Linked DNA regions of Columba livia: region 1 is linked to region 2. A link is a contact called in public Hi-C data. All regions are on one chromosome and are shown on one strand. The core of a region is the stretch at or near the end of the contact, and the rest is flanking DNA. Distances in the headings are between cores, read along the strand shown. Region 1 has its middle 38 kb from the start of KRAS. Region 2 holds the start of KRAS (KRAS proto-oncogene, GTPase).

What was found. A called contact is a pair of places that touch in the nucleus more often than the background predicts.
Region 1: a Hi-C map of crop shows a contact between it and region 2, with 4 times the contacts expected there. The contact joins the enhancer-like site here to the promoter of KRAS in region 2. A contact is called at or near these places in 2 of 2 Hi-C or Micro-C datasets (crop and liver).

Annotation. Positions count from the first base shown.
Region 1 is chr1:135,790,419-135,797,306 of bColLiv1.pat.W.v2, reverse strand. No RefSeq gene overlaps it. Among named protein-coding and RNA genes, the nearest start is that of KRAS, 38 kb to the right of the region's middle. Within about 2 kb of position 2,871, at least 3 of the 3 cell types and tissues checked have an H3K27ac peak away from gene starts, as active enhancers do.
Region 2 is chr1:135,754,168-135,760,584 of bColLiv1.pat.W.v2, reverse strand. It overlaps KRAS (KRAS proto-oncogene, GTPase), which reads left to right and starts at 4,438. Exons shown (of 7, transcript XM_065032363.1): 1 at 4,438-4,665; 2 at 5,772-5,894. The coding sequence starts at 5,784. LOC135575580 (a long non-coding RNA gene) reads left to right here. Exons shown (of 2, transcript XR_010466587.1): 2 at 2,346-4,076.

The sequences.
Region 1 (6,888 bases), core at 1,622-4,121, 38 kb before region 2:
ATCAAGCCATGTGCAGAAACTCTGCTTGTCCATCCCCCTGACCCCCCCTTTGTACCATGTCTCCCCACTTCAGCCCGATGGTGCCTGCACAGGATTCGTGGGTAGCACCTTCACTTACTGCAGGTTGAGGCTCCATTGCATGGCTGCTTTGGGTCAGCCCGCTGGAGCCCAGCAATGCCTTGTCTCTGAATATGTCCCTGGAGAAGAGTAATAGGAAAGCTGGTAGGCATATTTTCAGACTAAGCAGACAAAATATTGAACACGGGCAGTTTTTAAGCTCTCAGCACTTTTTGTGATCTAAAAAATGAAATTATTGTTGCTGTTAATAAAACTCGGTCCTGACACAGCATCCCCTTTGCAGATCAAACCCATGTTTGTCACAGAAGCAGGACTCTTGATTCGAACTTCCAGATCAAAACTTGTTTTCAGAGAGCCACTCCCCCAAAAGAATGAAGAACAGCAAAAGACAGAGGGATGGAGGAGCAGCAGTCACCCTTCCTCAGTTCATTTATGGCACAGCTCCTCTTGTGAATGGCAAGGAGTCTTCACACTGAAGACCAAATAGCAAGGGAGCTCTGGATGTGTTTAAATAAAGCTAGGTTTAATTAGAGCTGTTCAAAATTAAATACACAGATTGTATTTATGCTTGCACTCAAAAATATATTAAATCCCTAGGCAGATCTAGGTCAGCACAGCTCAAATAAAATTACTGGGAAACACAGCGTGTGGGAAAGAAATCAGTTTTACCTGTTCAGTCCAAGCGGGCTTACTCCTACAAGTGCTGCAATACCCACACCCACAACCCCTGTCTTTGGTATTGTGATGCAGCACAGATGACGTCAAGAATTCAGAAATCTTGAATTATCATTCATCATAAAACTTCTAGCTTGTTTTGCATTTTGATTTGGCCTCTTTTACTCTCCCTGCTTGTGTCTCGTTTATAGCTACCACAATGCATCTTCCTGCATGGTCACGAGATCCAGAAACGTTTTCCTTTTCTTGATTAAAGCTGAGATTCTGTTATAATCACATGACTCAGAGTACCATAGGTAGAAGAAAAACACCCGATATCTGAGCCTTGAGATAAATCCCCATATATTGGCATCTCCAAGTTGCATTGCTAAGCTGTTACATACCAAAAAGTTTAAAAAAAAAAAAAAAAAAAGAAAAAAGGTATTTTGTTTCCTAAGAAATACTCCGGCCTCCTGTCTTCCAAGTGCCAGCCTCAAGGTCTAGACTGTGCCTAAGGAAATATTGGCAATATGGAGGCGCTACAGACCAAAGGGTTGGGGAAGGATGAGGATTTTGTGTGGATGGGGTTTGGCATGAGCTGGGATAGAGGTAAATGTCCTGTGAGTGCTGCAGGGCATGGGGGATCGCTCTCCTAGGGGCCCCAGGGATCTCCCCTTCTGTTGGCAAAGGAGGGAGGGCCTGTGCTTGGCTAAGGAATCAGGGCAACAGTGTAAATTCCAGGAGCTGTTGAAATTCCAGGTTTTCATGCCAAGAAATCTCAGCTTTTTCTATAATTATTTCAGAGTGAATCAGCAAAAAGTCAGCGGCAGTCCTCATTGTTAATTTGGCCTCGTATTTAAATAAAAGTTTGACTAGCAGAAATTATAACAGACCTAAACTAGCTGCTTGAATGGACTCTTGCAATATAAAAAAGCGAAACTCTGCTGCTGCAAAGCACCTTTCTTTTTGCTGTCGTTTTTTGCCTGGCAACTATTTCAGAGGGGAACAGTGTTCTTGGAAACTTTTGGGCTACTCCGGTAAACACATATCACTTCATTTTGCAAATGCTGCAGGAAGCAGGTGCTCAAGGCATCCTGCATTTATCCTCTGGGCTTCCCCCAGCCCCGGCCCAGCTGCTGGTCCAGCCTCAAGCAGGCAGCAGCTTCCAGCTCCCTCTGCCCTCCCCGCCTCCACAGCCCGGCTGCGGTTTGCATTGTCATCTGTTGACCCTGGTGTGACACACTATTGACGTCCACAGCTTCAAGGGCCTTGTTTGTCTTTCCCACCCCACCTAATCCCAGAAATACATCAGCGGGAGCGTGAAACATAATGCTTTACGGCCCGGATCTGAACCCTTTTAGAGGCAGGGGGGGATGGCTTCTGGCCTCCTCTTGCAGTCAAACCGCAGGCCCCTTCCTAAGCGAGTCTCAGGCGCACGGACACCACCCGAGGGTTTGCAGGCGGCGTGAAAACGCAATGCAAGTGCACAGCAGAGCAATGCAATGCAAAGCAGTGCAATGCAATGCAGAACCGATCTCCGCGGCGCAAGGTAAAGCACTGCAGGGCAGGGAACGGCACGGCACGGCACGGCACGGCACGGCAAACCCGCGATCTGGCCGCTTCCCGAGGTGGGAGACTCAGTCCCCAGTGCCCCACGGCCGCTACCGGGCGCTGCCTCCCCGCCAGCAATCGGGTCACGGCGCGCTTGCACAACCCTCCCCGCCCCCACGTGACCCGAGAGCCGCGCCCCCGCATGCAAATCAAGCCGGGCGGCGGCGGCCAATAGCGAGGCGCCCTCGGCCGTTGTATTTATAGACGCTATTTAAAGAGCCCCTGGGAGCCTCCGCGCGGCGCTTGGGTGGCGGGTGGTGGCGGGGCCCGCGGGCTGCGGCGGGGGCACGTGCGCCCGGGGCGGGCGGGCGGGCGGGCGGGCGGGCGGGAGGGAGGGAGGGAGGAGGGGCCGGCCGTTGGAGCGCGAGCCCAACCGCCACCTGAGCTCCGGCGTCCGGGAGGGTCTGCTGGTGGCCGGCGGGGAGCCCGGGCGCGGCAGCCGCCCGCAGCAGTCGGCCGCACGGCCGCTGCGCCCCGGGGAAGGGCCCCCGCTCGCTTTCAGCCGGGTGGATTTCGGGATTTGCCCTCTCTGTGTGTGCGGAGCTTAAGGTTAAAATCCGGGGCTCGTCAAAAGGTAGTTTTCAGTCAAGAGCCACCGATTTTCCAAGCGGTTCTTTTTCCTTTCAGATTATCCTTTCTGGCCAGGAACTTGGAGAAGTGCAAATCCTCTTTGCTGTTTCCCTTTCTCCCCATTATAAAAAAAAAAAAAAGAAAAAAAAATAGTCTCTTTATTGGATCTTTTTGTGCGGTGAGAGTTGGAAAGGAGACATAACACTTTAGGGCTGATGGGAGGTTTCCCGGCATCTGTGTCAGTTCCTGGCTACAAGGCGTTAAACGAGCTGCTGCATTTTGTAATCATTCTGCACTGAAATAAATGGTTAAGGTAAGCGAATGGCAGTGGTGATTTGAGCCCGATCTCGCAAGCTCACTCTTACACAAGTCATCTCTGAGCAATTGGGACCCAAAGAATTTTCTGTCAGACCTTGGGCATGAGAAGAACAGTGGTTTTGTGAGTTACATCTCCATAGGTTGTTGTTGTATTTGGACTTTTTATTGTGTTTTTGTTGTTGTGTTGGTTTTTTTTTTTTTTCCTCTTATGCAGCATTTGGTATACAGCTGGCCATCCTACTGAAATCAATAGCATTTTCCCCTTCACTTGGAGACTGAGCCTTCTGGTGTATGTCTATTCATACAAATCCTTTCATCCAGTTGGTATCTGCACTCCTCTCTCTCTCCTTCCCACAGTACCGTTGAGCACTGACTGTAATAAGAATTGCAAATGCCTTTACTCCTGTTTTAAAGAAGACCTCCATGACAAGCTGTTGGCAAGACAGCCTGGTTACTTTGCTGATATGTAACTGAGAGGATGGAGATGGGGACAGCAACTGCTTCAGTTGTTACTGCTTGGCCCACCAGAGCCAGATTGGTAGGTTTCCCTCTGGCTTTTTTTTTTTTTTTTTTTTTTTAGGATTTGCCTCAAACTAGGAAAATAATAAAAAAATCCCAAGCTTAAAAAAAATCCCACAATGACCTCAAACCCTACTCCTGTGTTGAGAGTTGACTGCCTGCAGGGCTTTGAATAGCCTCCAATAGCTACTGCTCCTTTCTAGCAAGTGCTTTACATAGATGCAACTCTAAATGCACAGATTGCCTTGACCCCTGTTTTATTAGAGCATGCTGATGACACAATCGGGAGGAGTTGTCGACACTCTTGAGGGCAGAGCGTCCCTGCAGATGGGTCTGGACAAATTGGAGAACTGGGCAATCACCAACTGCATGAAGTTCAACAAGAGCAAGTGCTGGATTTTGCACCTGGGACACAGCAACCCTGGCTGTACATACAGACTGGGGGATAATAGGCTGGAAAGCAACTCTGTGGAGAGGGATCTGGGGGTTCTGGTCAACAGCAAGTTGAACATGATCCAACAGTGTCCCCAGCAGACAAGAGGGCCACCCGTGTCCTGGGTGCATCCAGCACAGCATTGCCAGCCGGGCCAGGGAGGTGATTGTCCCGCTCTGCTCCACACTGGTGCAGCCTCACCTGGAGCACTGGGTGCAGCTCTGGGCGCCACTGGATAAAAAGGATATAAAGCTACTGGAGAGTGTCCAGAAGAGGGACACCAAGTTGGTGAAGGGTTTGGAGGGGAAGCTGTATGAGGAGCAGCTAAAGTCACTTGATTGGTTCAGCCTGGAGGAGACTGTGGGGAGACCTCATGGCAGCTACAGCTTCCTCACAAGGGGAGAAGGAGGGGCAGGCACTGACCTCTTCTCTCTGGTGACCAGTGACAGAACTGAGGGAATGGCAAGAAGATGTGCCAGGGGAGGTTTAGGTTGGACATTGGGAAAAGGTTCTTCCCCCAGAGGGTGGTGGAACATTGGAACAGGCTCCCCAGGGAGTTGCACGGCCCCAAGCCTGACAGTGTTCAAGAAGAGACTGGACAAGGCCATCAGACACATGGTGTGAACTGTGGGGTTGTCCTGTGCAGGGACAGCAGTTGGACTCGATGATCCTCCCTTCCAACTCAGGACACTCTGTGATTCTATGATAGTATTTTCCAACATAAAACCTAAATGGATCTCCGAAAGGGAGAGACATTGAGTAAATCAGTAACAAAGACAACAGATTGCTCATTCGTCGTGTGTGTTTAAAACTATAACCTAACCAATGTTCATTCAATAAGTGCAGTGACTTACTAGAACAGTAATTTTAATAGAACTTGGGTCAGGCTCTTGAAGAACCTGTGTGCTAAAATATTGTCATAAGTGCATTTTATAAGGGCTTTTTGATATGCTTAAGGTGCCCAATTTTCTTGTTAAGGATCTCATCACTGCCACAGTGGGAGAGAGGAAAAAACCATTTTTCATAGATGGAATGTACTTCAAGTGAGCTGGTTTTGTTTGGTTGGGTTTTTTCTCTAGTTTTTTCTAACTGTGTTTTTGTTGGCATCTACTTGAAAAAGGACTGCAATGTTTACATTCAGTTTTAAAGCTGTAGGTTTGAATACCCCCCTGCAGTTTAATTAAGTGAATATACATAACAAAATGCTTGACTGCTTTAGTGTATGAAGTTGACTAGCCTGGTAATTCTGCACTTTCCTCATGCTCTGAATTCTATTTCATGATAAATAAAAGCACAAACCAACCAGATCCAAAAGGAGTGGAGTTAATCTGGTTGTAAAGGGTCACTGGCAAATACCATCTGCATAGTCATATTGGTCAGTAACATAAAGGATTCCCAATTCCCTACCCCTTTACTTGGTATGTACAAAGAAATGAACTGCTTTCAAATTTAAAATTACCAGATAACAGCGGGAGGAATGAAAGGAAAGAGGCTTCTGCACATTTCAGGTTAAATGAAATGGAGGTGGGCAGCAAGGAACAGACATGCATGCCAGTCCCCCGTGGCTGCTGAGCAGAAGGCTTTTGTTCTGCAGGGCAAGATCAGGTGGAGAGGCAGGCCCTGGGCTGGCAGAGGAGAGGAAAGCAAGCTCCATCTGTGACAGGACAGCCTGTGACAGTAACTGACTTTCTGAAAGTCTCGTGCTGAAATTTAACAGCCCCCAGTGTGTTCTGGCAGCGACTCATACTTGTTGGTTAGCCACCTGAATTGGGGACTGATGCTAAAATCCCTCTATCTCTCCCCAGGTTCTCACCCGAGTGTGTTTGCCTACCTGGTGTTCTACTAATGACTCATTCGAGTTATAAGCTCTGATACAGTTGTTTTTTGAATCACTACCCCTGAAAACTGAGTAGTCTAGTGAATGTCTCAGGCTGTCAGTGTCTTATGAGCAGGCATGCAGCTCCACTGGTACAAAGTCCCTAATAGCCTTGGGAAGGGCACATACTCTTGTACCCTAATTGTGTCCACACTGAGACTTGTGCCAATAAAGGTCTTTAGTTAAAGATACTGAATACTAATCAATGTAGCTATACCTATATATAGGTGTATAGAGAGATGTGTATTACATACATATAGAGGTATGTGTGTGTATACATATATATATATATAAGGGAAAAATCTGATTTTGCTTCTTTGCAAATGTTTCACAAAGGTTTAAGTTTGGAATTCTCTAAATGTGGAATTTGTTTGGTTTGAAATGTATTGGTAGAATTAAAGCACTATGTGGGCTGTGACAGGGATACTGTTCTGGATACAGAACAAAATAAACGCAAGTATTTGGACTTTGTAGCTACGTGGCAGGGGCTGTGCAGATCTAATGGCTTGCTGGCGGCAGAAGGGAGGTGACCCGCTCCCACCCTTCCCTACAAGGCTCCAGGGTGGGTGATACTGGTCTGTCCCATATATTCACTGTCTCTGATGCTTGTCTGCTGGCAGGTAGAGCTGGACACATTCACTCATGCAGCAGAAGACTACTAGTACTAAGGCTAATCACAGAAAAAAAAGTCACTAGTTCTCTGTTAAATTAATGAGCTAAATTATTTCCCACGTGTTTTGATGAGCAATAGAAGCAGTGCAAGAGGCCAGACAGGGCAGCCTGGAGAGGCACAAAGGGATACACTGCCTGTTTTGGACGCCACAAGCCA
Region 2 (6,417 bases), core at 3,189-5,688:
TGTATGCTGACAATATAATTAGAGAGGTGCTATGTTATTTAATGCCAGATCACATTAGTGGGATGGCAAAAGCATCCAGTTTTCTGAAGAATTGTTCACAGTTGAACTGTTTCTCTCTCCCCATCCATTTTCAGCAGAGAACTATGTTCAAAAAGTCAGAGACAGCTGAATTAAACCAAAAGTCAAACCATTTATAAATACTAGTAATGTGGTGTATCCTAGCACGTTACTTTCAAGCCAAATCTACTGTTATTGCAGAAAAATACATTAACCACGTTTCCTTAGTGCCTACCTATAAAAAAGAATAAAAGTTTGCACAACCTTGTGCTGTTCTTCTGGACAAGCTAGCTACCACTGAAGCCAAAGTAACAGAACCTAAAATTGTGCTTTATAAAGCTGAGCATTTGAAAGATAATTTTTTGTTTAGGGTTTGTGGATTTCTTGGGGACCCTCAGATAATTCGAAACTGATTTGCAGTGACAAGGCAAAACATGTTCATATTCAGTGGGAGTACATATATGCTGTGTTCATATACCGTGTGAGTTCATCTACGTTAAACTTCTAAGTATACACATAAAATTACTAGGAGTTCCAACCACTATGGGAAATTCGATAAGGCACAGAAATGAACAGCCCATGAGAACTATAGCCTTTATTTTAATATAAACTCATATATTTAAAATTGCATATATATAGATAATTATCTATGGATGTAAATATTTATATATTTAAGTTTGCTGAATGCTATCCCATATGTCTTGTAGATCCTGTCTTGAGTTAGTGAGTTAAAAGTCTTGGGGAATATAATTGTCTCCTGCTGTGTCAGCAGACAAAAATTGGTAAGGACATTCATACTGCTCTACATAAAAGTTAAAAAGAAAAATCTTCTGTAGGTGGTCTTAACAATGGCAGGGCAGCATAAGAAGTTGGCAGGACTTCCTTAAAGGTCTTAATTTTCCCGAGAGGAGAAGGGGAGAAGGTAAAAACTGAAGGCTAAATGACAGAAATGTCTCAAATGCTGCTCCTGGGTGGCACGTGGAATCTCACACCAGAGCAAAATACCGTACCTGCATAAAACAAAACACACAGCTCATATAACCATGACCATGCAGCCAGGTCAAATGTCTTCTAAAACCCTGTCATGTAAACACTTCACATGTGCAGGCTGATCAGGTAGCGTCTGTTCTTGTGCAAAGTGCCAAAATGGTGGCCTAAAAACATGAAACCACCATTAACGCCAGTATCGTGGCCCCTGGCTAAACCAGCTGAAGTATAACCATGTGCTTATGCATGGCCAGGACTGAATGTATATTGCGGGTTATCTCACAACATATTAATCACTGCTGGCCATACTGGCCAGGGACCCTGGGCCTATCTATGTGCGATAGAAAAGTTCTCTTTACTAATATTCCTAATACACGTCAGGCAAACTCGGAAGTTGCACAAACCCACTTATCTTCCTGTAGCAACTCTGCATTGGCTTTGCATCTGCTTTGCATAGAGTTCAATGCCAGGAAAAGCCACGGGAAAATTAACTCTTGTCTCAGCTTGTCTGACACTCTCTGTTACAGGGAAAACTTACTATTTATCTTGAGGCTGGAGCTGTATTTTACATTTCCTCCCTGCGCCCCCCTCACAACTGTTGATGGGTGGTGAAAGCTCACGTATTCTCGAAGTTAAAATGTATAATACTTAGGACTGGGCAAATCTGAGTAGTGTAAATACGTGGCTGATGGGATTATACTTGCCGTAGTACTTGTTATCGTAAGGGAAGCATCTTGTCAGAGTTAGGAGCTGTGACTGGTGATTTGCCCTCAAAGATCTATATCCACTGAGGATCCAGGACTGGAATATTTTAATGCAAATGTGCAGAAGCCTTTGAATTGATGAATGTGCTTTAACTTAAGAAAAATATTTAGCTCTAGCACACTGAGGTGTTTTGGGATTTGAGAATCTGCATCTGTTTTGCCTGCGTTCAGAATTCCCTTTGCAAATTGCACTGAAGAAAAAATAACTGAAATTAAGTCAATAACTCATAGACCACCATTTCCACAAAATCTAGGAGGTTTTGCATTGCTTGTCCCAACTTTTCAACAGCTTTCATATCAATGCAGTGTATGGGCTGGCACTTAATATTTTTGATCAACTCATTTATTTCAGCTTATTTTCAAACCATTTCACACATGAACCTGAAAAGGCATTTCTAAACACAGTCTAATTAAAGGAAACAACAATTCCAAAATAGACATTTATAAACAAATCTCTTCACACAAAAAATAAAAACAAAAAATCAAGTTTTGCATTCTGCTTTTTCCAGAATCCTAACAATTCATTTTCCCTCCCAGCGATATGCAAAATGGTGGTTTGCATATTTCATTGAGATCATATGGAGATGGGACGATTCAAGCTGTCATCAGGACCTGAAGTTTTCGGAGAAGGTTCTACCCAAGGCAGCAGCTCTCCGGATATTCTTCTGATCCCAGCTGTGACTGTGTGGGTTTAAAGATGAACAGCTTCTCCCCATATAAAGCCCTGCAGATGAGAACAAACCATCCAAGCTGTTTGTGGGACACCAGCACTATGTGCAGAACTGGGCAAATTTTCCTGTTACGCAGGCATTTTCCCACTGCATTAGGAAGAACCACAACACTCAAATAGTTTTCCTAGGGGGAGCAAAACACAAAAGTGAGATCCAGCTATCCTAAAATTGCTGATCAGGGCGTTTACCTCAGTTACCGAACATCTGCATTCAAATCCTTTCTTTGCCTCTTTCACACCACAGATGGGAATGTGGGTTTCCCACATCCCAGGCTTGTGGTTTTACCACCAGGCTACTTGTTCTTTGAAAGCAGGTCTTTCTTTTGGTTTTTACATCTGCTCATGTGAGGCAGCTTACTTGATAAGCAAACTGAATCACTCAGTTTTAACTCTAATTTGCGAGATGATTTCATGTTACACCATCACACGTATTTTTGTGAGTCTCTTTTTATTGAGGCTGTTGGGAAATAACCTAATAACATCTTTCACAAAAATGACCAGGTTAGTAACAACTAAATCCCTGGGAGAAGTGGGGGTCACAAAGAGTTTCCTGATTTAATTTTCTCTGTAGTTTATGGTGGTATATACCCTCCCACTGTATATAAGTATCCTTACAGAAGCACCCACAGGAGTCCACGGGACTTTTGTCACTGATTTCAGTGACAGAAACTACTAATTTCAAGAATACAAGAATTCTGATCTTTTGCAGTCTCTGCCTGAACATGCAACATTTTTCACACAACAGCTCTAAGAGGTGTTTGTTGCCCACCCAAGTCTTAACACGTTATCACAAGGGTGTAGCGCTGAACACCACCACAGCGGCTTGGGCTTATTTATGTGAATTAAACACGGGAACACACTTCCTAAATGAGACAGCGTAGTCCCGGAGGGTTAATGCTTTCGATGATCTGCTGAGTACCGCCCAAAAACAGAGCCCCTTAGATGCGCACTGAAAGGCAAGGAGCTGGAAGTTGTCACAGGCAGTTGCATAGAACAAAGCTCCAGCCTCTTTAAATTAAGATTCTTGCACACCAGATGCATAGACACGACATATTTATTTCTGACCGTCCAATTGAAAGAGGGAAAACAAAGCTGGCCAAATTAATCCCTCGCATGGGCCGCTCGACACCACTGGAGTTACCCTGGGAATAATCTTCATTAGGAATAAGGTTCACTCCCTTTGGCCGAGACCTGGCGACGTGTTTCAAAGAGACTGCTCGGGATGTAACACAGGCACACGACATTATCATACATTCATTGACACATTGGAGTCTTTTGTTTACAGGGAATTACGTTTTTGACCTTTTAGTAAGGAAAAAGGCTTTGCTATGCAATTGTTAACTTGCTTCCTAAAAAAAACCAACACCCTTGTTTATTAACAGAGCATCCCAGTAGTTATAATAACAACAAAACCTTGCGCTTCATTTTGAAACGAGCGAAACTTTAAGGCGCGCCCGAAGTTTCCCAGCAATTCCACAAGGCCTCTGCTGACACCTTTGTGACCAGCTACAGATAAAAACGTTGGGGTTTTATGTTTATTTCGCGTTGTTTTGTTTTTGTTTGGGGGTTTTGTTGTTTTTCTTAATGTTTTTTTACGTTTAGCACGTAACGCGTCCCCCACGGCGGCCGCTCAGCGCGTTTCCCTCACACCCCGCTCCGCGGAGCCGCGGCGGCTACGGGGAGGGGGGAATGGCGATGAAGCGCTGGAATTACGCTTGTTTCCCTTCGCCACCCCTCGGGCACGCCGCTCCTCGGCCAGGCGTCCCCTCACGCCGCCACCGAGCCCCCGGTGCCCGCAACGGGCGGCCCTCCCCCTCCTCCCGCCGCGACGCCTCAACCGCCCGCGGCCGCGGGCGGTTGAGGCGTCGCGGCGGGAGGAGGGGGAGGAGGCGGAGAAGGGCGGGGCCGGGGCTGCCGCAAAGGGGAGCGCGGAGCGCATCGATCACCGCCGTCCGTCCGTCCATCCATCCATCCGCCCTCTCGGCGCTCGGCTCCCTCGGCAGCTCCAGCCCTTCCCGTCCCCCGCCATTTCAGACCGGGACGGAAAGGGACGCGGAGCGGCCGCCGCGGCGGGGCGGGCAAGGGAGGCGCCGGCGTGCTCCCGCGGCCCGCTGCAGCGCCTGGCAGGTACCCGCCTCTCCCTACCCCCGCTCAACCGGAGCGAACCGCCGCGCTTGCTTTCTTCCCTCCCTGCCTTTCCCTTCGAGGTGGGGCAGGGGTAAAGCGGAGCCGGGCACCCCCGTTCCTCCTCCACCGCGGAGGGTGGAAGAAACACCGGCGGTTGGGCGGGAAGGGTGGGCCGCCCCGGTCTGTGTCCCGCTGCCGCCCGCGGGGCTGCGCCCTGCGCCGGCATCCCCCGGAGCAGCCTCCGCCGGCCCCGCCGCCGTCCTTCCCCGCGGCGCGGGCGGTGGCTCGGCGGCCTCGGGAGGGGGCGGTGGGACAGGTGGCCAACGCCCTCCGGGAGCCCGGCAGCGTCTGCCGAATCACACGCGCCCCCCCCCCTTTTTTTTCTTAATATATGTATATTTTTAATGTATTTTTTTTTTCTTCCAAAACGGTTACAACCGTCGTGCGCGGGGCTGGAAAGTTTGGGCGGCCCGGCCGCGCCGCTGCCTCTAGGCTGAGGGGAGCCGGGGCGGGGGGGGCGGGCAGCGGCGCCTCGGGGGAGGTGGGTGAGGGGTCTGGGGGGCGGTCGCGTTGAGCTCGCCCTGCCTGGCAAAAAAACCCAACAAAACAAAACAAAAAAAAAAAACTAAAACCAATTATAAATTGTGTCGGCGAACCCGTCGGGTGAAGCGGCGGGCGCAGCCGCGCCTGTCCCGTCGCGGGCGTTTGCAGCAGACGCGTGTGTGTTGGAAGCCGGGGGGCGCTCGGTTCGGTGCCGGTTTCCCAGAGAGTAATCCGGGCTGTCTCCCGGAGCCAAAAAGCAGCGGAGAGGAAAATCTTCGCTCTGCAAGAAATACTCTTTGACCTTTTCCAGAATTTAACGTATAGTTGCTTTTTTATCTCTTTGTAATGGGAACCTTTCAGCTTAGTGCCCAAGCTACATTCCCTATGTATAATTTTATTAGAGAAATAGCATTCCCTCATAGCATTTTTGTCTTGTCTTTCAGGGAGGGAGTTCCTTTCCGGTAATAGTAAAGGAACGTGATACTGAGTGAAAATGCACCAGCAGCATCCTCGTTAGTTGGAACCTGACTCTTTCTGCTTAATGTTGGTTTCTTTGTCATCAGGTCTGCTAAAAAATGACAGAATATAAACTTGTTGTCGTTGGAGCTGGTGGTGTAGGCAAGAGCGCCTTGACAATACAGTTAATTCAGAATCACTTTGTGGATGAATATGACCCTACAATAGAGGTAAACAATTTCATCTTATACTTCTTGTGATTAGAGATGATCAGTAAAAATAGTAGTTGTTTGCTTCTGGACAGTTATCACAAAAAACGTAGAACAATGCTTCATATTAAAAAGAATGTAAAGGTAATGGTCAGCATTGGAGAGAAAATTGCTGTGCGTCTTCATCTGGCTGTGGAACAACAGTTACTGTAAAAAATTAACAATTTTGATCAGTTGAAGTGTAGTGTTATTTGCCGTGTTTCATTGGACGTTTTGGATGCATGTTTTTGGGATCTTGGTGACAAAGTATTTGCCAAACTCACTTCAGAATGTTTGGCACAGCCCTCCATGGCTTTGCATGCAATCTCTTAAATGCGACTTTCCCTTTTGATATCAAGAAGGGAAATTTGTAGTTCTGAAATGTACGTGTCAAGCTTTCTCAGCTCCTATCATTTGGATCTGTTTCACATGGTGAGAAATGTGTTCTGGAATGTTATGGTGCAGAATGCAAAAATTTGGAGCCTGATTTATTTTTATTTCTTTT